Regions from separate parts of the Mus musculus genome. Here regions 1, 2, 3 and 5 are each linked to region 4. The links are chromatin contacts, called in public Hi-C and HiChIP or PLAC-seq maps. All regions are on one chromosome and are shown on one strand. The core of a region is the stretch at or near the end of the contact, and the rest is flanking DNA. Distances in the headings are between cores, read along the strand shown.

Evidence for each region. A called contact is a pair of places that touch in the nucleus more often than the background predicts. HiChIP or PLAC-seq counts read pairs in DNA pulled down with a chosen protein or histone mark.
Region 1: a Hi-C map of bone marrow-derived macrophages shows a contact between it and region 4, with 29 read pairs. The contact joins the promoter of A230028O05Rik here to the enhancer-like site in region 4. A contact is called at or near these places in 1 of 39 promoter capture datasets (the C10 cell line), 1 of 15 datasets of contacts at CTCF or cohesin (large pre-B cells), 9 of 484 Hi-C or Micro-C datasets (the HL-1 cell line, the HPC-7 cell line, bone marrow-derived macrophages and 6 more), 8 of 115 datasets of contacts at active chromatin or transcription factors (acute myeloid leukemia, bone marrow-derived macrophages, embryonic stem cells and 1 more) and 1 of 9 other capture datasets (embryonic stem cells).
Region 2: a contact with region 4 is called in an H3K4me3 HiChIP or PLAC-seq map of bone marrow-derived macrophages, with 2.6 times the contacts expected there. The contact joins two enhancer-like sites. A contact is called at or near these places in 1 of 484 Hi-C or Micro-C datasets (brown adipocytes) and 2 of 115 datasets of contacts at active chromatin or transcription factors (bone marrow-derived macrophages and embryonic stem cells).
Region 3: an H3K4me3 HiChIP or PLAC-seq map of bone marrow-derived macrophages shows a contact between it and region 4, with 2.5 times the contacts expected there. The contact joins two enhancer-like sites. A contact is called at or near these places in 1 of 39 promoter capture datasets (the C10 cell line), 2 of 484 Hi-C or Micro-C datasets (the HL-1 cell line and liver), 7 of 115 datasets of contacts at active chromatin or transcription factors (CD8 T cells, acute myeloid leukemia, bone marrow-derived macrophages and 1 more) and 1 of 9 other capture datasets (adipose tissue).
Region 5: a contact with region 4 is called in an H3K4me3 HiChIP or PLAC-seq map of bone marrow-derived macrophages, with 2.8 times the contacts expected there. The contact joins two enhancer-like sites. A contact is called at or near these places in 1 of 484 Hi-C or Micro-C datasets (nephron progenitors), 1 of 115 datasets of contacts at active chromatin or transcription factors (bone marrow-derived macrophages) and 1 of 9 other capture datasets (adipose tissue).

The regions. Positions count from the first base shown.
Region 1 is chr16:25,058,204-25,060,903 of GRCm38.p6, reverse strand. A230028O05Rik (RIKEN cDNA A230028O05 gene) reads right to left here and starts at 1,265. Exons shown (of 3, transcript NR_040374.1): 1 at 1,101-1,265.
Region 2 is chr16:25,010,335-25,013,034 of GRCm38.p6, reverse strand. No RefSeq gene overlaps it. Among named protein-coding and RNA genes, the nearest start is that of A230028O05Rik, 48 kb to the left of the region's middle. Within about 2 kb of position 1,329, at least 82 of the 459 cell types and tissues checked have an H3K27ac peak or open chromatin away from gene starts, as enhancers often do. A contact at or near this core is called in bone marrow-derived macrophages, where this site is marked.
Region 3 is chr16:25,041,100-25,043,799 of GRCm38.p6, reverse strand. No RefSeq gene overlaps it. Among named protein-coding and RNA genes, the nearest start is that of A230028O05Rik, 17 kb to the left of the region's middle. Within about 2 kb of position 1,334, at least 137 of the 459 cell types and tissues checked have an H3K27ac peak or open chromatin away from gene starts, as enhancers often do. A contact at or near this core is called in the HL-1 cell line and bone marrow-derived macrophages, where this site is marked.
Region 4 is chr16:24,859,268-24,861,967 of GRCm38.p6, reverse strand. All of the region lies in intron 9 of Lpp (LIM domain containing preferred translocation partner in lipoma), which reads right to left. Among named protein-coding and RNA genes, the nearest start is that of Gm22672, 24 kb to the left of the region's middle. Within about 2 kb of position 1,412, at least 47 of the 459 cell types and tissues checked have an H3K27ac peak or open chromatin away from gene starts, as enhancers often do. A contact at or near this core is called in the HL-1 cell line, acute myeloid leukemia and bone marrow-derived macrophages, where this site is marked.
Region 5 is chr16:24,668,644-24,671,343 of GRCm38.p6, reverse strand. All of the region lies in intron 6 of Lpp (LIM domain containing preferred translocation partner in lipoma), which reads right to left. Among named protein-coding and RNA genes, the nearest start is that of Mir28a, 160 kb to the left of the region's middle. Within about 2 kb of position 1,378, at least 16 of the 459 cell types and tissues checked have an H3K27ac peak or open chromatin away from gene starts, as enhancers often do. A contact at or near this core is called in bone marrow-derived macrophages, where this site is marked.

The sequences.
Region 1 (2,700 bases), core at 16-2,515, 200 kb before region 4:
GATAGATAGATAGATAGATAGATAGATAGATAGATAGAAGGCCTACCTAAACAAAGAGAAGGCAAATCAAGAAGGGTGGGTGCTGGGTGGCCTTTGCCATCGGTGTTGATATTGACAAGGAATGAGTTCTACCCATGGAGCAATAACTATATAATAACTTATATCCCATACAAGAGACTTAACACAGGCACAAAGGGACTGGTTATCTGGAGGACATTAGTAAATCTCTCAGAAAAACTGAAAGAAGGCAGCAAGAGAGGTGGGGGCACCCAAGTTGAGATTTGATGGCTACAGAGGAACTGAGGCATGGCAGTAGGAAGTCAGGCAGAGGTCATCAAGCCCAGAAACTAGCCTCTGTGGGATGCTCAGGGAAAGGCAGGGTCAATCGGATATGCCTGCCATAGACCGCGGCAAGAATGACATGGGCACCCCGGGCTGGGTTTGGCCTACTGTGTAGACAAGCTGACATCTGTTTCTAAGTATGATTCGCCAAGTCAATTCTCCCCTCCCCGGGTTTGCTTTGTCTCTGCTGGGCAAGTGGTCTTCTCTCTCCATCAAGGACTCTCATCTGAGGAAGACACCACTTCCGGGTTTCACTACCAAATTCTCCCTGAGTCTCTAGCCACGGAGAAATGGGTTTGGATGATCACAGGAAGTACCTTTTTGGCAGTCCAACATGGCCAGAAATCTGAAGGGGGTGGATTTTAGTGGCTCTCCCTTTTTGATATTTCGCCTTTGGGAGACTCTTTCTCTGCTTACTTTCCAGGACTTACAAGTCCGGAGTTCCTTTGGACTTTAGAGACCTTAGGCTTTTAGAGACCTGAAGGTCACAGGATCAAAGAGGGACTTTCTCCTTTGGTCCTTAAGACCAACTGGTGAGGTAGGTTGAGAACAGGTAACAGTTAACAGGCAGAGAAAGGATTGACAGCTGCTGCCAGGAGCTCATCAGCCAGGCTTTGTATATGGAGCACCGTAAGCTTTCCAGCAGGAAGGAGGGGAAGGGTAGAAGGAAGAGGAGTAGCAAGCAGAAAGGGGGAGGAGCAGAATAGTGCCGAAGGACTAAACTAGAACTTTCTTCTTCGCCCCACCTCCAAACTTACCCCTCCCTCGCAACCCAGGGGGGAGAAAATGGGTCTGAGGCTGTGCGGTTGGGAAGGGCGGAGGGTAACATCTTCACAGATGCTGCAGCTTGGCCCTGCAGGGCTGCTGGGCCTTTGAAAGGCCACTTGTAAACTCTTGGTTCCGAACAGAAAGGCAGCCGGGAGGAGCTGGGGCGCGGGCAGGGGGAGGAGACCGGTCTGCCTTCAGTGCCTAGAAATCAAAGCAGCCAACCTTGGGCTTTTTCTTTCCTTCACACTGAGGCACTTTTATTGGCGAGATGAAGGGAGGCAGAGAGGGCCTACAGCCCTCGCTTCGCTTTTGGAGGTTAATGACCCAGTTAGCAGCTCTTGGCTGAGTTTCCGACATTTTGCAGACATCAAGCCCCGCGCCTCTGCCAAGTACATTCTGTTCCCTGGAGCCCATCCAATGCATCTCAGATTACTATGTAATGCGACAAAGAGGGAGAGGCGGCTGGGAGGGGCCCGGAGAGCTGGGCGGGGTGAGCGGGCGGTAGCCCCGAGAGCGGGACGCAGAAGCCGGCTGGCGGGGAAGAGGATGCCACTCTAAATACAGCTGCTCCAGGGGAGTCGCATCCCTCGAGGGGCTTCTTAGCTGGAGAGGGAGCCCGAAAGGAGGGTGGACAGGCCCTGTCCTCCAGGAATCCTGCCCCGTAGAGCCCGGCACGGTCCAGAACGCAGATGGGGGTGGGGAGAACAACCGGAGACCCGACAGGACAGCGGGAGGAGGAATCCAAGGGGCGGGCCTAGGGGCTCGGCTCCGCCCCTCCAGGCTGCCCCAGGCCCGTCCCAGCAGCTCCAGGGGTGAACAGCCTGCTGGCTAATTATAGACCTGAATGGAAAGCGGCGCTTTTGAATGATCTTGTTGCTCGCACTGCCTTCAGAGTCTGAGGAGCAGGTGCGGCCCTGCTATATACAAAGTGATTCATTTAAAAGCCCTCTGTCACGTACGCTCACTTACTGACACACAGGAATCCTTGTGCGCTCCACCACCCAAAGGATTCCAGAACTGGCTTAAAAGAACTTGAGCTCAGGGCAGAAACCAAGCGACTATTGGAACAACTTCACCACTCCTTAGTAGTCTCGCAGAGTAGATGAGAGAGGGTACTAGGCCTTTCTCAAAATGTTGAAAAGTAGGGTCTTTGCAATTTACAGCTGGAGAAACGGAGGCTGAGACAGAGTTTTGAGACGTGTCTGTGAGAGCGGGAAGTCAGTGTGAAGCTAAAGAGAAGCATGGGGTCCTGCCAGCCCCTTCCTCTGCCTGCCCAGACTGGAGCTTAACGTCTCCCATCCTGAACCTCTGGCACGGAAGAACACCCCTCCTTCTAGAATACCCCTCTTTCCTGAGTGTGGCACCTACCCGTTGCACCTCCCATCCCTGAATCCCACCAGTAAACCAGCTGAAGCCAGTTCCAGGCCTAGGAACTGGCAATCATGCCCATTTTCCCTAGTGTTCTGTATGAGTCAATCTGTTACGGCTCTGTCAGCACAATGCCCTGTGAGGAACTACAGAGGGGGCAAAACTTCCTTCCCTGTCAGCGTCTTACACCCACCTCGGGTTCACACTCACAGCTAGCCAAGA
Region 2 (2,700 bases), core at 80-2,579, 150 kb before region 4:
AACATAGCAGATGATTCCCAGACCACACTCCTACTTGTGTTCTCAGATGAGGCCTAAGTCTTTGGACATATACAGCCTGCCAGCAACTCAGCGAGTTTTCTTCATAACTTGTCCCTTATGTGGTCCCCTGAGGCATCTTGCTGGAACTAAAAGGTAGCTCAAGGTCTGGCAGAGAACACAAGATCTCTGGGTATATCTACATTCCCCGGTATATGTCCTTAACAATTAGAGGTTGGCTCCTCTTCATTGTCTCAGGAAATCTTTCTAAGGGATGGGTGTCCATGGTCATCAAAGCATGTTTGCTTGGAAGTTCAATCAATTGAAGAAGTGGTTTATTCCACCCGCAGACTCATCGCTCCTCACGCACATTAGACTTAATTGGTAGCTGAAATCATGACGATTTAGCAGAGCCTCTGAATTTGATGGCTGTGGTTTCTGGGCCACCAGATATAGTTCAAAAGCAAAAAGCAATCATCTCTGCCATGAAATGAGTCCTTCCTTCCAATTCCCAGAGAGCTGAAAAGTCCTGTAGGGGCTGGATTTTTCTTTGACCCTCAAACTAACGGAAACTCATATGTTATAGATATGACTCACTGAGAGAAAAAGGAATTCCAGACTTGCAAAGGGCTAAGGAGCTTCGGTTAATTTTACTGTGTGTGTGTGTGTGTGTTTCCTCTAGAATGTTCTTTTTCCCAAGAAAATGAGAAGGGCTGAAAGTCTTGCAGAGAGATTTTTTCCCCTTTGCCAAAGGATTACAAGCTTTCTATGCAAGTAGCAATGTACAGTTGAGCCTAACTGCCACCAGTGAGGGCAAAGGGGAGCTGAGGTAGCTTATTGTTTAGAGGAAAGCTTAACTGTAGAAACATATGGAGGCAATGATATATAGAAGTAGTTGATGTATGCATGTATGCATGCATGCATGCATGTATGTATGTATGCATGTATGTGTGTATGTATGTATGTATGTGTGTATGTATGTATCTATATTGTATGGATGCACATGTGCTACAAGGAACATGTAGAGATCATAGGACAGAGAGGACAACAGAGTGGGAGCTAGTTCTCTTCCTCCACCACGTGCACTCTGTGGTCTAAACTCAGGTTATCAATCTTAGAAACAAGGACTCTTACCTGCTGAGCCACCTTGATTCCCTCCGGTCACATATCTTTGGTTATGTATCCATAGTAACACTGGGGTGAGAGAATGAAACCACTCTGTCTCCCATGAGACCACTTTGAAAGAAAGGTGCCCTCCATTTCTAAGCCTGAAAGGCATCCCTGCTGCTGTGGTTTGGCTGACTTCATTTTCTTTCTGAGTAAAGTCATCACTAGTCATGTCTCCAGTGACTTAGTCCACACAGAGCATGGCTCTGAGCCTCTTTGGAGTGTGCAAACATCAGCCATCTCCCAGAGGACAGAACAAAGAACAATCTACAGGGAGGAGGTGGAAACTGTTAGCAGCCCCAAGGTAGGAGGACTTGTTTTTGAAGAAACAGCTGCTGAACAGAAGAGAGACTCCACATTCAACCACAGTTCCTTGGCTTGACGTCTTAGCAATCCTGAAAGCCTCAGAATAAAAACGGGAAAGTATAAGGGCCCTCTCCAGCTCACATAGGCAGTCTGGTCCTATTTGGGTTTCACTATTATTTATAGTTTTGGTGAATATCTCAGAACAATCACAGGGCTAAACTGAAGCATACTCTTGGGAGCTCGGAGTTCCAACTCCCACTTCTACTGTTTTTAGTCTCAAGTGGCTGTGACAAGAGGAAATCATTTTGTCCAGACAGTGAAGTAGAACAGCAGCCTGGAACTTTTCCATTGTGCTGAAGCAGGAAAAAAAAAAAAAAAAAAAAAAAAAAAACACGCCAGAGGAAGTAATATTAGTCAGTTTTTAGTCACACTAAGAACAATGGGGTAGTTTAGGTTGGCTTGACATCACTCGTTTGCATTCACTATGGCTCAGATGAAGCCACTCCAGTTGTGCAATTTCCTCCATGTTTGAATGAGTCAAGACCCCTTATGCCCTGTTACAATACAGAAAAGACCCCTTCTCCTCCCATTACCTTACAGAATATAAAACAGTTCTTCACGGGTCACAGGGAAAATATTTTTGCATACCAACCAACAAAGATCTGAAAGGGAAAAATAATGCAGTAGAATTTTGTCACCGTGGAGGTGACAAAGGACAAGAGTAAACCAGCCGATCATATTTTCTCCTGAGGAGCATAATTGATTTCTTCCTGCTCAGTGACCTCACAGGAGATAACACTCATCCCACAGAGACAGTCTTTCATTCATGTGTTTATTCATTCATGCATCTATGCAGTACATATTAGCTCAAGAACTTCATATGTCCTATATACGGGGCTGAATAAAACACAGTCTAGATGGAAATTTAGAAGTAGGAAATAACGTTTAGTTTTTTTCTACATATGAAAAAGCATATATCAGTGGTACGAAGATATGTAACAGGAAAAAATACTGTCATGGGCTTCATATATTTATTAATTTATTATTAAATTATACATACCATCAGCTGTTGTTTTTAACAAAATATCAATCCTTTGATTTTATCAATGAAGACTTGGAAGCCAGATGCTGGGGTGAAAGCCTGTTAGCTCAGAGAGGCAGAGAAAGGATCCAGCTGACCTTTCCTTCTACTTCCTGTGCATCTCTCTATCCATCTTCCTGACTTCCTCT
Region 3 (2,700 bases), core at 85-2,584, 180 kb before region 4:
GACACCTGTATTCTGAGGGGGCAGCTGGACACAGCAGGGCAGATGAGAATATCTAAAATAGTTTTCTAGAACTGTATTTGTCTGTCAGCAGGGTGACAGCCATAGTCTTGGGACAGGAAAATAGAGACAGAGACAGAGAGACAGAGAGAGAGACAGAGAGACAAAGGGAGAGAAAGCGATCAGGCATAGATTTTTAAGTCTCAGAGTTTGAGATGCCCTGGAGCATTCTGGGTAAGTAGTGGTTTGGTGAGGGAGGGGGAAAAGAAAATCCATGGATCTTGTAACATTTAGGGAAAGGGAAAAGATTCAGCTCAGTGGCATGACTGGGCTTGACTAGACAGCTATAGTCTATGAGAACAAACCTGAGAGTCTCATCTGACCTCTGCTGAACTGGATGAACATCTTCGCTGCGATGCTCTTCTGACACAGAGTTTAGGAGCTCACAGTTGGAAACCACAGCTCCGTAGGGCTGTGGGATTGGCTTAGAATAGCTGTAATACAAAGACTGGAGAGCCTGAAACAGCCAAGTGCAGCCAGCCCCTCCCATCTCCACACTACTGCTTCAAACACTTGTAGACATGAAAGGCTTGTCAGGGGAATGTTAAGGGTAGCCAAAAGATGGAGATGGTAGTCTGTGTGAGAAACATGCTAGTGAAGTCCTGGGTGCTAAGCAGAGCGTTTGTGGTCAGCATAGTTGGGAACAAGTGGATAGGGATTCAGGCAGAGCTTGGCTTACAAAGCTAGGAGTAGGTGCACATCTTCATACCTGAGCCAGGCTCAGAGGCAGGTCGAGTCCTGCTAGGGTAAAGAAAAAGAAATGCATTCTCGTTTCACTTTATAGCAACAAGGAGGCAGAAGCCCAGCCCAGGAGAAATGATATGTGCAAGGAAGTGAAAGGGGACTGCTGGCTCCAAGTTTGAAGAGAAGAACCACTCCCTGGGGGTATGGAAGTTGGGCTAACAGCCAGACTGAAGGAGCTGATTTCTTGGAGCTATAAACCTAGAAATTCGAAGCACTGACTTTTTCCTTACTGAAAATGAGGTTTACTCATTGCTTAACCTAAGGTCTTTACAGAGCCCACATGGCATCCCATACAGACGACTAGAAGAAGAAGAGGAAGAGGAGGGAGAGGAGGAGGAAGAAGAAAAAGAGAGGAAGAAGGAGAAGGAGGAAGAGGAGGAGGGAGGGGAGGAGGAAGAGGAGGAGGAAGAGGAAAGCCAGGGGTCTCTAGGTGCACCAACTGGCCCCCTAGTTCCCTGTGTGACTTTAAGTGAGACTCACCACCTTCCTGAGCATCAATCATCCCATGTCTTACATGTTGGTGTTGGATCACAGCAGAGCTATGCAGCTGTGTTCCATGAAGCCAAGAGATCCAGGCAGGGAACACACAGGCTCCATCCTGGCAGATGCTCGGGGAAAGAACAAAGAAGCAGAACTTGATCCTTGATCCTCTGTAGCTTGGAGCAGTTCTGTTGTTAAGTTTAGTATGTTGGGTTTCCCTATAAGATTTTATTTGAAAGTCACAATAAGAGAGGAAATCAAAAAGAAAGGGAGCCAAGGAGAGCGTGAGGCTGGATGGTCTCCAGCCTGTTGCAGGCTGGCTGCTGTTTTCTGACTCACCCCAGTGTTCTGCCCACACTTTCAAGAACCACTTCCCTTCCTCTCTGCCACCATCTCAGGGAAGAATCCATAGCGTACGTAAGCCCAGAAAAAAGCCACTGCTTAGATCTCATTTCCCAGCTCTGAAGAGTGCTGGCTCACAGAGAAGAAAATTGGGGGATTTTGTGGGCTGAGTGGGAGGAGACCTGAGGCCCAGGGCTGTAAATCAGGCTTGGAGGTTTGGATTCCCAGCAGCCTGACCTTCAGACACCCTTCCCTCCTCCGGATACCTTCATGCTCACACTCAGGCACAGGGAAGCATGCCCAGCTTCACACTGCCCCTGGAAGCAGGGCCCACTTGGAAGAGCTGTTTTGATTTTTCAGGAAAAATTGCTCATAGCCAAACTTCCCTCCCCAAGACCAACACAGGCAGGGATTTCCTACGTGCTTGAACAAGGAATATTCTGGAAGTCTGTTGGCCACCGTCTGGCCAAAAAAAAAAAAAAAAAAAAAAAAAAAATTAAAACACAACAATAATAATACAAAAAACCCCACATAGCTAACATACCCACCTGAGGTAGAGTATCATATATAATTTTATTTTTGTTCCCTAAATAAGCCCTTCTGCTGCCAGTCTCAGTACATCTCAGATAGGCCTACTTGCCCATTGCCGACTCCACATGGCATGTCTCTCAGTTCCCCAATCCACAAATCCAGGAATTTCACAAGCTTGGGAAGTTGGCACACCAGAGAAACTGATTTCTTTTGCCCTTGCACAATTCCCCTGTCGATAGAGTGCGTCTTTCTGACAGGAAAGAGTTGGCTGAAACTACTAAACCTGTGTGGGGTGCTGGTGTGGGAGTCAAGGGTGCAAGTCCCTGGTCTTCCCTCTCTGTGGTCACCAGCGAGTCGCTTCCTCCTTCTAGGCCTGCTTAAAGACAAGGCTCCTCCATTCAGGTAGTTTGTATGCATAGCTTTCCTTGACCAAGTCTCAGCTGAAGGCAATGTGGAATACCTCGGCGGAAAATGATTCCGGAGATCGCTAAAACATCTGTTGTCGAAATCAGTCTTGCTTCCGGCAGCAGAACAATCCCTCATCCC
Region 4 (2,700 bases), core at 163-2,662:
ACACACACACATATATGTACATACATATGAAATTCAGAAAAATAAAGAACAAAGATCTTTTTTAGTATAAAAAGTGGAGGGAACCAAGCATATAGATGATAAATTCAATCACACATCCTTACCAAACATTTAGCTATTTTGTCTTTCTTATTTCTCTAGTACGTGCCCATTTTCATCCTGAGACTGTCCCCTTTGATGCCCCTAATCATTGATAGTACAGAACTATATCATTTATTACTCACTGCGATCATAATTTTTGCAGTTTAAGGCAAGATAGAAACATCGTCATGAATTACTTTCTCCCTGGATACTAAGATTCGGTTTTCTGCAGAGTTTAGCAGTCTCAGCATTCGGGTTTTCCCCCTTCTCCTATTAGCATGAGTAGTTTCACCTTGCACTTATTGGAAGCAGCTGTCAGCCTCTGGCATGTCTGAATCAGCAGCACCTTTGGTTTTATTCAGAGGCCACATCTACATGGAATAAAGTTACTGGCCATACCCTTTCTGACAGTACGACTGCCTTCCTGGTATCAGCAGTGGTAGAGTGGGCTACTACAGGTGTCATGTGAGGCAAAGGCCCCAGGGAATGCTCATGTCCTGACTGGATGAAGAAGGACGGTGTGAGGTTTCAGCATGTTCCCCACAATGACATGCCATTCAAACCTTACAATCTGTTTCTTTCTAGAATTTTTCACTTAATATATGTAAGCCACAGTATATTCTAGGTAATGGAAACTGTACTAAATAAGCGCGAGTGAACAGGGACTGTGATATCAAGGCATGCCTTGGGATAACTCACTAATTCATGACTAATGAACACTTGATTAGTAACAGCATGAAAAGGAAGCCAGGCTTCCACATGAATGGAAGGATCACATGCGTGCTCCCAATGATGGCTGGAGCCATTCTCTCTAGTTTTATTAAAACAAACAAACAAACAAACAAACAAGATTTGGAGATGGCTCCCAAGGTCTTTTCCATTGTAAACATAGACAAACTCTTCAGTAGGCACCAGGACCAAAAAACCACAAGAACTCAGTTGAGAATACACATGTGAGGGGTTTTCTGACAGCTTGCCTTTTTGTTGAAACTTGGAAGCAACATTCAAATCTAGATGTATATACATTTCCACTTCTAAAGATTGGGTGATCTGCCTTCTGTTGCATTTGGTGGCATCTTTGCACAGCAGCAGTATGCCCCTAGTCCTGCTGATGCGGAAGAACCCAAGGGCAGGTAAAGCATGGCTGCATTGATCCGAAAAGCTGCTTACTTAGGCACTTCCTGTTTTGAAGCGTGAGTAAAAGACAGCAATGCCATCTTTCTGTTCCACCTGGCAAGTCTGTACTCTGCCCCACGAGGTGCCTCTGTGAGATCATCTCAGTCACTAGCAGTGCTACTTGGCAACAGGAACAGTTGTTCTCTCCTGGATCAAGCACAGATCTAGTGGCATGGACCAGCTCCTCGCTGAACACTGACTGTCTCGCCTTCCACGTCCCTACTGCTGGCTCATCACCCTGTTAGTGCTGAAGACATTCTGCTATCTCAAGAGGGAACACTTTCCCTGCCTTCCTTTCTACCAAGTTCTTCATTTTATCATGCCTTTCTTCTCCTTTCTACAGGGGCCGGGGGAGTCTTTCCTTACAGATGCAGCTCAGGTATCAGCCCTTAAGCTACCACTGCTTTCCATGTCCCAAGGCATCCTTTGGTCATATGCACAGATACCTCACAGGGAAAGGGTTATTATACATTTTTGGTTGTCTAACCTGTGACAGTCTATGAGTTTCTTGAGGGCAAAGACTTCCAAATTTATTTATCTTTTCTCCATCCTGGATATTCTGTGCAGTAAAACTCTCATTCACTCCACATAAATCTGTGATGGGCAAATAGTGAGTTTCCCACAAGCATTCACTGAGGCACACGTTGCAACCTTCTAATCTCCCGTGTCATTACCAAACGTACTGACTCACTGAAAAGGAGAAGTGACACACAATCTAGGAGATTAATTCTGTTCGGTTTCATCATCTCTGTTATTTGCTCAGTTATCAAAGGAACTGAAATTGAAAACACACACACAAAACTATGCAGCCCACGGACCTACCACTATGAAAATGTGCTGAGGAGCTGTCATTAGTGAACAGGTGAATCTCAGCAGAAACCAGTGAACACATCCTCCCTTACCAACACATCTATCATGGGACCCCAGACACAGTAAAAACCCCTGCCTGCTCGCTTATGTTCCACCGCAACCATGAAGCAAGACATGATGCAATCCAGAAATATCGTTTTGTGAAATAAAAATGAAAATCACTATTAGTGAAAGTCATAGAACCAGGGTTCCTTACACAGATGTGTCACAGAGGACCTTCTGAAAGTAGTTGCCAGTGTGTTTCTGTCTTCGGGTCTATGATGTGACAAGATGAAACTTGATCAGTAATTCTCAACTTAGATTTTAATTCTATTATAACTAAGAATATGCCATAGTCAGTTAAAATTTGTCAGTGGGTATGGGCTTAAGGATATCTGTGTCTGTTTAATTTTCTATCTATCATCTCTCTACCTATCTACCTATCATCTATCTACCTATCATCTATCTATCATCTATCTATCTTCTATCTATCTATCTATCTATCTATCTATCTATCTATCTATCTGCCATCTGTCTATCTATCATCTCTCTATATACAGACTTATACATGTACAG
Region 5 (2,700 bases), core at 129-2,628, 190 kb after region 4:
TAGCTGAGATATCTATTAGAAGGTACATCCCTAGCACCTCCCATAGAGTGAACAAATCTAAATTCTTCAGTATCAAGTATTCTGTCTCTTTCCCAATTATTTTCGACACTAAATCTGAAACATAGTGTCATACGTTGGCAGCCTCTTTCTAACCCAAATGTTAACAGTAACTGGAACAATTTAATTAAAACCTCACAACTCTAAGCACATTTAGGCATAGTTCCTTAATAATACATTCTAATCCAATTCCTAGTGATGGAAAATGCTTTTCTCTCTGTTCAACAGTTCTCAATTCTCACCCTCAGTCCTGGTCGGGTTGAGTACAGCCTATTGCACTTCTCATTTGTAGGAAGAACAAATATGTTTACCACCTCAGAGGGGGGCTGTGACTTTCCATTTATTGGTGTTTATAAATCTTCTGAGTATGCTGAAAATCATCTGTAAGTTGACATTCTTCATAGCGCCTTGTTGGAGCTTAATACACATTTAATTAAAGAACAATAGCAATACAAAAAAATCCAGGACTTATCAAGGCATTATTTTCACCCTCCTGCCACAATACTATCTGGAGACTGCACAGAACTGTTCATTGATGAGGGATTATTATCAACATCTCTTCTAGAAATACACACTTAACATTTGCCTCAGAGAATATTCTCATTCCACAAACACAAAAACAAGCCAAGCCACCCACCTAGAAGAAAGCAAGAATCCTGTAAGCATCCTGCCTCTGTGTTCTCCACATCCTCCAGAAACCATTCTCTTTTCCAGAATTACCAATGGCAGCCATCAGGGCCACTACAAGATCTACTACTGTTTCTTCTGCTGCACAGTTGGGCCCCACCCTTTGGAGTCCATAGCAGATCACCATAGGCTTGAACAGACAGCTTTTTATTGCTCTCTAATAATGCATAAAGCTTTAGATTACAAAACTTCCTCAAATGCCATCCTAACTGCCAAAGAGAACAATTCATTTATTAGAACTGTGTGTAGGGACTGTAAGACACTCAGGGTGAATTTCACCATGCACAGTTATGTGGAAGGAAGAGCTTTATCAAAGAAATACAGCTTCCCTGTATAGGAAGTCCAGAGCGTCCTTTGTCTGAAGACAATACCTAGCTGGGTAAACAGGCCACTGAGTGTGGAGTAGCAGAGTCACTGGCTCCCAGGCCTCCCTACTACTGTGCAATGTAAGGGTTCTGTAGCATTTCTTGTTATCCTGGTTTTTACAGCTCTAGTATGCTGTTCTGTGTGCTTTGCCTTGGCACACATAGCTGAAGTAGAGGAATCTGTGCCTAGTGCGATTGAAGTTTCACCAACAGAAAAAGGGGAAATCTTCGTGATTTTACTATTCTCACTATGAAAAAAATGCCATATTTATTTCCCCCTTTTTGAAATGGCACTAAGGAAACACATGTGAGGCTGCCATGAACGGAGGCTGTACTTTCCAAACAGTAGCAAAACAGGAAAAATAGAAAACCTAGATTTGCACAAGAACTATATAACTTCCTCTCCCATTTCCTATCTTTATCACCCCATGCCAGCAAAAGTAGTACATGGTAAACTCTTTGCAAGCTCACACTAGCAGCAAAAGGTTAAGTGTGATACATAGCGCACTCTCTGCTTTCCAAGTTTCCTACTGTGAAATCAAACAATCAACAACCAATCTATGAATATCAACTAAGTTCCTAATCTATATTCTTCCAATAAAATAAGGACTATGGATGACATAGGAGCTAAATCATCATATTTTGGGTGGGTACTAAAATGGAAATGAAATGGAAGATAATGGGAAGAACACACACCCAGGAACACAGAAGCCTGTCACGGAGCTAGTGACCAGCTCTTCTAGTAACTGGGGTGGTATGAACAGGTGGGCCAGCTGAGAAATGTAGGCCTCCTGTTCCCTCAGAACAAGAACTGGTTAGAATAGGAACAGATAAATCAGGGAGTTGGTGACTTATGATATCAAATTACTTCTGTAGGACTTCTCTATACTATGCTGCAATTCTAACTTTATAGAATATAGCAGAAAGTCAGGATCAATGTCCAGGACTAATTGCATCACTCCACGAAGATGCATACATCAGATGAAGGGAACATTAAGCAGCAGTAGCTGCTTATCTCTGTAGTCGGATTTCAAGGTAGCATTTACAATGAGGTAGACATTGCTAGACAGAATGGTTTTCTAGGAAAATATTCTTCAACTTGTCATTTTGCAGGTGAAGCTGTAAACATGTTCCCAAGGATCACACGGGAGCTTTTTATCATTGAGCAATGGTGCATCAGGTATGTCATGACAGAAACAGAGAAGGATTACAAGAAGGCAGGACTGGTCGAAACCATGAACAAGACAGTGGAAAATAAAGTACAGCTCTTCTTTTAATTAAAAAAAAATACTGGCCAGTCAATAGATAAACAAGTATCAGCCAGCAAACATAAAACAAGGAAATTTAACTTGGTATTGTTTAAGAATGGAAGCATCATATCAATACAGCAAAGATCATACAGAGAAGTCACTGGGTTGTGAGAGTAAGTAAGATAAGTCATGGTGTCCCCTGAACAGTTCAATAAAAGAAGAAAATCCATGTGGCTGGCAGTACAGAAGCACAGGAAGGAAATAACAATTTTTTGAACATTAACTGTTTAGGGACATTTAGCTGTAATGAGAAAAAATTAGAATAAAAGCAATGAGTCATT